Regions from separate parts of the Mus musculus genome. Here region 1 is linked to region 2. Evidence: chromatin contacts called from public Hi-C data. All regions are on one chromosome and are shown on one strand. Each heading gives the region's core, a stretch centred on a gene start, on an enhancer-like site or on the middle of the called end of the contact. The rest is flanking DNA. Distances are from core to core; before and after follow the strand shown.

Region 1 (5,267 bases), core at 1,474-3,973, 870 kb before region 2:
TGAATATACCAGAATATAAATAGGAGTCATTTATCACTATATATTTTTCTTTTCTTATTTTTTAGACCAGTATTACTTGGTTCTTCTATAGGTTCCTGGTCACCTAGGCAGTGTTGGGTATGGGTTCTATCTCATGGAGTGTGCCTCAAGACAAATTCAATACTGGTTTATTCCCAAGCTTTGTTTCACTGTTGCCCTAACATGCAAATAGTAAACCATTTAGATAAAGGGTATGTGGCTGGCTTGTTGTTTACATTTTTCTTTTGATAGTGTGCAGAGTACATTCTTGTATCAACGACACTGGAACATAGGGATGAAAATTCTATTTAGGCACTAAATTCTATTTAGGACATCCTTATGTTGAATGAGTTGTATAGGTGTTGTCTTCAGCAATTGGGCCTTACTGTGAGTTTATGGAAAGCAATTTATAGTCTTGGCAACAGCCTCATTTTTGGAGATTCCCATGATAGGGGGTTACTTTGGCCAACAACTCAATTATATGTAACCAAATCCCAGTATCAAAAACTTCTTTTGGTGAAAATCATGTCCAGCTGGGACTCTATCTCTTCCATTATGCTTTCTAACTCAGTAAAATTTTTCTACATTTATGGAACATACACACAGAGCCGTGTGTGTGTGTGTGTGTGTGTGTGTGTGTGTGTCTTGACTGTGTGTGGAATGAGAGAGAGAGGGAGAGAGAGAGAGAGAGAGAGAGAGGGAGGGAGAGAGGGAGAGAGAGAGAGAGAGAGAGAGAGAGAGAGAGAGAGAGAGAGAGAACAAAAGGGAACTATCATGGCTGCCCTCTGAAAGACCCAACAAGCAGCTGAAAGAGTCAGATGCAGTTATTTGCACCCAACCAATGGACAGAAGCAGCTGTTGTTGAACTGGGGAAGGCTGAAAGAAGCTGAGGAGAAGACTGATTCTGTAGGAGGAACAGTAGTCTCAATTAATGTGGATCCCTGAGATCTTTCAAACACTGGACAACCAGACAACATACACAAGCTGATATGAAGCCCCCAACACACATACAGTAGAGGACTTCTGGGTCTGTGTTCAGTCAGAGATGATGCACTTAACCCTCAAGAGACTGGAGGATCCAGGGATTTTAGAAGTCAGGTGGGTTGGAGGTTGGAGACATCCACACAGAGACAGGGGGGTGGGGAGGGGGTGTGGGATGTGGAGGAGTTAGAGAGTTGGATGGGGGGTTGGGGAACTGAATATGGAGTGTAAAATATAAATTAATTTTAAAAGAATATTTTAAAAGAAATGATAAGCTGTTATCAATTTTAGAATACCATGTATTCTTCACTTTTTTTCTTTTCTTCTTCCTTTCTTTTTTTCTTTCAGTTGATCCATCACGAATCACAGTCAGTTTTGACAGGATGAAATGTGCTGTCAAAATACTGTCAATCAGGATTCAAGAGTTACCACTTTTGCAAAGTATCATTCCACACTTGCATTTCACACAGAAGCTTTACTTTGTTTAATGTTTAACTAGCATGTTAAACCAAAATTTTACATCCTGCTTGTAGACCCTGGAATTTGAATTTATAACTTGGAGATCTTGTAGCTATGGAAGTGCCTTTATCTTTGCAATTCAGCATAGATAATGCTGTCAAACTAAGGTGGAGCTGAGTTTCTTGTGCAACAGCATTATCAATGTCCACAACAATCAAAGATAGGGAGAAGGCTTCTTGGGAAAGTGAGAGAAGTTGGCAGTTCTGACTCCACAAACATGACCACTCCACCACCCACATAAATCCTGGCACAGTGACACATACATTCCCCCACCAAGAAGGCAGGACCAAAAGCATCCTTTAGTTTTGTTGGCTAGCCATCCTAGCCTTTCTACGAAGTCCAGGTTCAGTGAATTCTAGCTTCCATTGCGCGCGCGCGCACGCACACACACACACACACACACACACACACACACACACACACATATTCACCACACACTCATAGACATACACATGCCACATATAATACACTCACATACAACATACATGCATATCACATAATACGCCACACATACCACACATGTATACACACCATAGATACTACATACCATATAACACCTATACATTCACCACAAACAACACATTTAAACCATTCACACACACAACACACCATGTACACACACATACCACCCACATAACACATATACATACTCCACATTCACACATCACACAGACACAGCACACATGTCTTGCATACCCTACATAACACACACGCACACACATCTACTGCATTCAAAGGCTGTTTATTTTCACTTTTCCTTTCCCATGAACAAAGTGTCAGCCGCAGCAGAACTTACACAGATGGACGGAGAAGAAAGTCCTTACAACAAAGGTTAGCATGCTGCAGGGTTAAAAACCTCATTTTAATAGAGAAGAAAACCAACCAGCCAGAGTTTTTCACATTTCTCATCTGTGCTATTTGATGGTTGGGTAGTAAAATCATTAAATATTAGTGGACTCTGTCAAATTAGAGAACTAAGATAGCTATTTTCATAGATCAAACTGTATTTTTTTAGATCAAAGAAATGGCTTTTATTTTCTTGAGTTTTTGGTAGCGATTTGATTTTTTAAAACATTCTTGGGATTATGGTAATTACGTCATTTTCCTCCCTCGTCTGCCCAAACATGACCTGAGCGCTGACAACAGAAATCCACACCCTAAGTGGAAGGAATCGACACCCAGTGTGGAAGAATCACCCTACACTCAAGGAGACTCAACCCGAGACAAAGAACTGCAAGCAACCACCGAATGCTGACAGCGGGAGAAAGTGTTCCCCTGGGAAGAGCTCAGAATTGTAAAAGGCAACTTTTCAGAAAACAAAGTTAAAGATATCTTGCCTGGGTTCCCTTTCAAACTTCCATGATGCCCGGGTGTTGTTTCCTTCATTTTCTTATTTGCAGAAATTATTACTGAGAAGCATTCCATGTGGAATAAAGATTGAGTAGCTTTCAGTCTTGTAAGTCAAAAACATCTGGAATTACTCAGCCATTAATAAAAATTGCCAGCGCAGTTCAGAAATAAAAGCAGCACTAGGTGGCACTGGAAGATCGCGGCTCCGTGGCACTCGTTGCTCTTCGTTTTCTCCTATAATTCTCAAGGGGAAGAAGAGGAGCTATGGGGGGAAATCATGGCTACAGAGGTAAATATTAATTCATTTGCCTGCTTTTCCTGGAAGCTATTCCAGAATGTGTTCGTGAAAGCAAATGGCCAATTTACTAGAAGCTTCAGCACAAGGCCCATTAACCATCCCGTTTAGATATAATCAAAGACAGATAAAGGGATTTGCACCCTTGCTTCTGTGGGGGCTTCTGCTGTTCCATTTGCTGAGACTGATGACAGGGACATAGTGTTTAGCTACAGCTATAAAGATACGGATGGCCTCGTTCATAGGTAAATAATCAGTCATCACTTAAGAGATACACAGTTTCTTTCTTTTTTCCTAGCAGAGCAAACACAAAGGGTTGTTCTTTCTCTCTCTCTCTCTCTCTCTCTCTCTCTCTCTCTCTCTCTCTCTCTCTCTCTCTCTCTCTCTCTCTCTCTCTCTCTCTCCCTCTCCCTGAAATGGCATATATTCTAAGTCAGTGGAGTTATTTATTTTTCATTTTGCAATTCCTTCACACTAAGGGTCAGCTTGACTAACCCGCAGCAATGACTCATCTTTTATAGTTGAGGCGTTTGAACGGAAGTCCAGCCCTGCTTCTCCCCACACCCACCCTAATCTTCTTTCATGCGACCATGAAGCCAGCCTTTAAATCCAGCAGAAGATGTTTCTGTCATGCTCTCAAGCTATAAAATCCATTTCCAGGTCTGGAAGACGGGAATGATATGTGGATATTTGTTTAAAAAAAAAATCACGGTTTGTCTGTCCTCCTAGCTAGGTAATGTGAAAGGTCTTTAAATTCAAAATATTTCGAAACATACATCATTTCTTCAATGTCTTCTTCTCAATGGTAAAATGTTATTTTAAAATGGTCACTTTCTGAAGATTTTTTTTTTTTGTTGAATACGGAATTAGAATTCATTTTATCTCTTAAAAATCAGAATGTAATATATATTGATCATATTTTTCCCATCCCCCAACTCTTCCCAGATTCCCCACCATCATCCAACTTTATGTTCTTTTTCCTTTCTTAAAAAACAAAAATATAAAACAGTAAAAAGTACACACACACACACACACACACAAACACACACGGGGGGGGGGATCTTGTCCATCTTGTATTGAAAGCCTTTTAGAAGAATTTTTAAAATATATTTCTTGAAATTTTCACTTTTGTGTATACAATGGATTTGATAACACCACCTCTCTCCCCTCCTTTAATTTTACATATTTAATAGCTCATAGAAATTGTGTGGCATATTTGTGGTTTTGTCAGCCACAGGATCCATTTCTCTCCTAGTGTTTTATTCTTTCCTTTAGCAGAGACCTGGATTGGAGCAGGCCTATTTAAACATGGGATTGGTCATACCTGGTGCTCTGGACTAGGGAATCATCCTGAGCTGGCCGACAGACATCCTGAGCTGGCCGACAGACATCCCGGATGTGAACGGGAAGCATCAGTTGTTCCTTTTAGCTTTTTTTCCTTCCTCCTCCTTCATTTCTTCTCTCCTTCTCTTTCCTTTCATTTTGTCTCTCCTCTATTCTTGTCCTCATTATAGATGTTTAAAATTAATTTTGGAATTCGCACTCCCTTAAGAGTTCCCCACAGATCATTTCTTCCCATTCTCTGGCTAATTGTTAACACTTTTAACATATAACAAAGAAAATTACTATTTGTGTAACAGTCAGAGTATTCCATGTTTGAGAAAAGACAAATTAACATGTTTCTTTTCTTTTCCCCCTTTATTCCTCCAAGTTGGTTAGTTTAAGATCAAGGATAATATCATACACAGTATGATAACAGAGAGACAGTATCTCCTTAGTACACAATGCAATCAATTAGGAATAAGTCAAGAAACTGAATGAAACAGAAAAAGAAGAAAGGAAAAAAAATAAGGAAGCATGAGAGACACAGAGAGAGAGAGAGAGAGAGAGAGAGAGAGAGAGAGAGAGAGATCATTCCTGTGGCATTTTGTGTTTTGGTTTTTACTCTGTCTCGAGATTCTCATTGAGCTTAGTCACATGACCAGAGACACTTACCAGAGATGGATGCTGACACAAAAAATTTCCATCGCAGTATATTTTGTCTAATGACTACAGAAGCTAACATCTGTAAGTGCAGGTTTTCATAGAACTGAATGCTGTGGAC
Region 2 (5,644 bases), core at 1,887-4,386:
GGGATTGGTACTCCACAGGAAGACTAATTGAGTCAATTAACCTTGACCTTTGAGGCTATCAGAGACTGAACCACCAACCAAAGAACATACATGGGCTGGAACTAGGCCTCCCCACTCAGATGTGCAGTTTGGTCTTCATGTGGGTCCTGAACAACTGGAGCAGGGAGACTATCCCAAAAGCTTTCAACTGTATGTGGAATATGTACTTCTTGTTGGGCTGCCTTGTCTGGCCTCAGTGGGAAAGGATGTGCCTAGCTCTGTAGAGATTTGATTCACCATGGTGGCCAGATGCCACCTGCTCAGAGGAGGAGGGGAGGGGAAATGGCAAAAAGGATTATGGAAGGGTGTGACCGGGATAAGAATTCCCACAGTAGGATGACTAGAGGTCCAGATATTTAAATAAAACTGAATTTGGTTTTTAACTTTTACATATGGCCTTCTAGATAGACATTTTTAAAGTTAAATAAATATTTAAAAATGAATAAGGAAAAAGTGTGATCTAGTAGACCAGGTTTGCAGGTTCTCTTTATTTCTGCCTTCGGCTTAAACAACATTATAAAAATCTCATACACTTTATATCCCAACTTCTTCCTCACCAAAACATTAGTCTCATTAACTATGTCATGAACATGAGATAAGGAAAATTCTGGTATTTTTTTTAAAAGTTTTTCAAACCTCAAGAAAATTTTGTAATTTATTATTAGTATGAATTTTTCCAAAAACAACATCTTAAATTTTAATTGTATTGCAAACCATCTCATTATTAAGTTTTCCAAATGATACTCAAAAACACATTGTGTTATGACTCTTTCTCATCGTAGGTAGAATTATGGTACTGCCTCCTACTAAGCTACATTAATTAGCATGCAGTACTTGACAGAATTCTGCCAAAACACTCATCAAAAGCAGAAACCACAACATGGTAAAAAAAAAAAAAAAAGCATTCTGTCAGAATCTTAGTCAGCAAAGCTGTCTGGAACTTCTATTCCCATACCATAAGTACTAGTCAAAATTTCCTAACAATTGATACTTTGTATCTTCTGTGTCTTTGACTTTATATTGCCTTTGCCATTGTAAACATCTTCCATTTGATGAAAGCTGAAAGAATTATGCACACACACACACACACACACACACACACACACACACACACACACACACACACCAGGTCCTGGATACCTTTCTTCTACTTTTAGCAATGTTCCTTTACCCTCTTCTTAATATTGATTGTGGCTGTTTTAATCATGAGATTAAATGATGGGTGTTGATCATTATCCAGTACAAGATCTGCACAGGGGAAACATCAAACCTGCTGGGATGCATTGCTGCAGTGGCTAGGTGGGTCCCTAAGCTATGCTGACACGCAGACATGAAGAAGGAAAAAACCCAAACCTTTTCTTTCCTGCTTGTTTTCAGAAACTGATTTAATTAACTTGGAAATGCTGAATGTTGATGAAATTTCCCCCAAATGCCTAAATAAACTTTCAAATTGTTCCAAGATTTGATCTCAGTTTCTGAGAAAGTGTACCCAGAAGCCCTTTGGATCACAGGGCAACCTGGATGTAATTAAACATTCCACCAAGTATTGTTTCACTGAGAATCAAAACTCAATCGCCCAAATTCCTAAGTATAAAATCCCAAACATCTTTTCTCTTTTGTTTCTCAGATGTCACCAGTTCCACTGAACATGAGACTCTCACCTCCCTCCAGCTTGAGCCTTCAGCTTCTCTCTGTGTTCTGTGAGCCAGCCTCAGAAAAGCCAGTTCTACTGCTCTCCCAGACAGTCCTGGCCTGTGATGTCACATGCTGCAAATCTGGAATGTTATTATATTACATTATGTTAAATATGACTTTAACATTCATTTACTAACTAGCAAACACAGTCCTTAAACTGACTCTCCAAGACAAAGTCACTCTAGGGTATGGACTTCCTGTCCAAATCTTTCATATAGAGATCCTGTCCATATAACACACAATTTGGTTAAAATGTACTAATGATCATGGACTCATGTGACTTACATATTAAGACTGAAAGCCATGGCTAGAGAAGGACTGCTCTATTTGTGCCCTGCCCATTTGGAACAGGTAGAGTCTATTATGCCCAAGAAACAGCTCCCAGATCCAGTGCATATCTTTAGTATATTTAGGGGTTTTGGTTTGCTTTTGATTTTGTACTCATAAGACTTTTTTTTCTCTAATTATTACTTTTACTTTTCACACCCAAAACTTGTTGCTGGTGTCTGACCTAGTGTGAGTTAAGAAAACTATGATATTTTTCTTATTTTTCTTACTGACATGAGGGAGGAAGAAGAAGAGGAGGAAGAGGAGGAGGAAGATAAGGAAGAGGAGAAGCAAAACAAACAAAACCAAAACCAAGTTCAATTGTGTTGCCAGTATACTCACTGGAGCATGATAAAACTCCCAATGGTCAGCCCCTTAAAGAAAACTGTGTCCTTCCCTACCCAGATCCCAGCCAGAAGCCATCAATGTGGAGAGCTCTGCTTTAGCATCGTTATCACATTTTTTTTAAAGAGTTCTCTTTGATGTCCCTCTTTCACAACTGTGGGTCTGCAGTCACCAATGTCACTGCAAAAGTAGCTTCCTAGTTTTTCAGTCTTGATTCTGGCACTTCATCAGCAACTACAGCCTAAAGTTATTTTTCAAGAGAACTATGTGGGTGGCACGGCTGACTAACAGTGAAAGTCCTCTTAGTCCCTTCTCTGGAGTATTCACCCTCTGACTGCTATGGGTGTGTTTTTCCTCCGACAACACAGACCTCCCCTTGGATGACAGCTGAGGAGCGATCTGACTTCACTTCTCACACCAATTGACTCACTAATGACTGTGACTGCAGCTGATGATGGCCCGGAGGTCAGGCTGACCTGTGCTTTGGTCTGTAAATCTCTTATGATAATGCTATCTTCCAGAACTACATGCAGGGTGGCAGAAAGGTGTCTGGAAGAACATCAGATGCAGTCTGAGTTCTCCAGGAGGCTGGTTGTTTTCTAACACCCGCTCTGAACTATGGGAGTGGGAACACTGTATATTTTAAATGCGTCTGTTGTACAACTGCTGAGTTCAGAGTACTCTTCGCAAGGGCTGGGTAATCACGCAGATGGTGTGCTTCGCGACCAAAACCACTCGCTGTAGATGCCACATTCTGAGAGAACATGTAAACACTTGGCATAGTTGGGGGAGTTTCAGAGGTGTTAGATTCATTTAGAAAGTTACAGCTTTCTCGGTGACAGCTTCTCATTCGAGGCTAGCAGGATTAATTCTTGCTTCCTTATTTTTATTCTTGACATTCCAGAAATTGCCACACAACTTCCTGATCTAACTTGAGTTGAGAGTTGTGTTTTTCCTGTTCTCCCCTAGCTTAAGAGGGGTGGGGGCGGGGGCTGCTATACCAACAAGGAGTGCAGAAGCAGAAGGACTGAGTGACCAGGGGTAGCTTGCATTACCTCATGTGTGCAGCGGAGTTGCCAGGTCTGTGTTTGTGTGCCTTCCCCACAGTTTTGTTAATGCCAGCAGCGGCTCTCAGCATTTATAGTCTCATCCCAAACTTACTATAGAAGTAATAAGAACTAAACATATTTCCTTTAAATTTTCACTTATTTGTTAAATAGATTAATTAAGGACTTGCTCAGTATAAAATATAATCATTCTCTAGGTCATTATGCAGAATTTAAGCCTCCTAGCAGGAGCTAAGTAATAAAGGTGTGAAAGGGGTCTGGCCAAAAATGTCTAGAAGAGACAATTACAAAGACAAGACATGGCAAGGTGTCTGGAATAACTGATGGACGGCCCAGAAAAGATGTGGCCAGAGAGGAGCCAGTTGAACAGAGCAACATGGAGCTTGATAGCGAGGAGAGATTAAAATGACACAGTCACCCTCCTGCATAAGCCCACATTCTAGACAGTATAATGCACCATCACATAGGAAAATAACCAAAAAGAGACCGAAGCAGTACTGTCATGGGAATATAGAGGACTGTGGGAACAGTTTTATGAGTATGTAACTGCAGGTTTTATGGAAAAAACAGCATTTACATTGGGTTTTTACAGAATGCCTAAAAGTGTAGCAACCTAGGGGAAATGGGAACGAAAGAGATAAGCCAAAGATCCCCCATCTTCATTCCTTCTAAGTTTATAACATACAGAACAACCACTGGCCCACATAGATCTGAATGAATGAATGAATGAATGAATGAATGAATGAATGAAGAGGTCATTTGGTTAGCACCATAGAATTAAGCGTCTAGAGTATGCCTTACACCTGAAGCACAATTCTCCAGATTATATTGTGAGGAAAAAGCACAGTTAGGGTTTGTAATCAAACGGAAACAGGGACATTAGAAGGCAAAATCTCAGGGAGTGACCCTACAAAGTCAAAACAGACAGAGTGGAAACAGTGGAGGACATCGGAGCCTGACACTGAGGAAAGTTCGTGCGGGCTTCATCACGGCCCTCTGGCTCACTTCTGTAATGATTCTCCCCACTTTTCTATGGAAAATCTAGGAAGAACGTGAAATAAGAGCATCAAAGAGCTGACACAACAATATCAGCCCTACTTGTGCCTTCTTTAATGTATTTGTTTTAATATGTAAAACAAAGCAAAACAAAACAAAACAAAAAAACTGGGCTTTGTTCTCCCCCGCACCCCCTTGGTGTATATATAGAAAAAAATACTAAGAAAAATAATGTCGTTAGAACTAATTCTCACCTGATTTGGTATAATTTTCTAAAATATCAAGAAGTCAAGGAAACTTCCAGAAGCAAATAATGTGTGATGGTTGTTTTCTGTTAGCGCACTAGCAGCTGCCTAAAGAGTAAAGCCACTAGTTAAATCTTTTAACATGGGTGTTGGAGGCGGACAACACAGTGCCTGGGTCCCTGCTACGCTCACTCTTCACCATGGCTGTCTCTTCTTCGTGCTCGTAGTGTGCAAAAGCATGACGCGTATGTGACTCTCCATTTGGCCAGAGAAATAAACTGTTTCCAGAGTTTACTGCACTCTGTGGGCGTACCCTACTCTTCACTGATTGAAGAGAACCTGCATTCCCCATCCTTTAGGAGACACTCTCACTTCACCTTCTCCACAAACCTTTTCCTCAGTCCCTAAGTGCTTCACAAGTCTCTGTGCCCGATTGTGTATCCTTGGGGGATGCCTCATAGACATGAACAAGAAGTACTACACAGGCCACGTGCAGCCACAGTTTTGGCTTTTCTCGTGCTCTGTAGCAGGCAGCCCATGGACCAGATACACCAAATCCACTTCCCATCATTTCGATTGCATTGGCACATAGATGTGATGATTTGTTTACATGCTGTTTCTGGATACTTTCTGTCTAGCTCAGGCAGAGACCATGGCGCATGCAAAGCCTAAACTATGTTACCACCTGATCCTCTGTGGAGAAAACTGTCACCTCTGGATCCATGTGTGTTTCAGTTTCCTGATGATGATGCCCTTGCATTTGTTTCACATGGACAAGACAGTCAGGAAGTCACAGGACTCACAAGGGTAAGGAACGCTGGCAGAGAAAGTGACATTAAGGTGGTGGTGTTTCTGAGCTACTTATTGAATGAATCCAAAAATAACTAAGGAGTTTTGTAAAGCAAACTGCCCTAGTACATAAAATATGGA

The links. Hi-C and Micro-C count contacts between places; a contact is called where the count stands out from the background.
Region 1: a contact with region 2 is called in a Hi-C map of uterus, with 3 times the contacts expected there. The contact joins two enhancer-like sites. A contact is called at or near these places in 4 of 484 Hi-C or Micro-C datasets (cerebral cortex, nephron progenitors, tail fibroblasts and 1 more).

The regions. Positions count from the first base shown.
Region 1 is chr3:134,627,792-134,633,058 of GRCm38.p6, reverse strand. No RefSeq gene overlaps it. Among named protein-coding and RNA genes, the nearest start is that of Tacr3, 200 kb to the left of the region's middle. Within about 2 kb of position 2,723, at least 49 of the 459 cell types and tissues checked have an H3K27ac peak or open chromatin away from gene starts, as enhancers often do. A contact at or near this core is called in uterus, where this site is marked.
Region 2 is chr3:133,755,698-133,761,341 of GRCm38.p6, reverse strand. No RefSeq gene overlaps it. Among named protein-coding and RNA genes, the nearest start is that of Gm6135, 33 kb to the left of the region's middle. Within about 2 kb of position 3,136, at least 62 of the 459 cell types and tissues checked have an H3K27ac peak or open chromatin away from gene starts, as enhancers often do. A contact at or near this core is called in uterus, where this site is marked.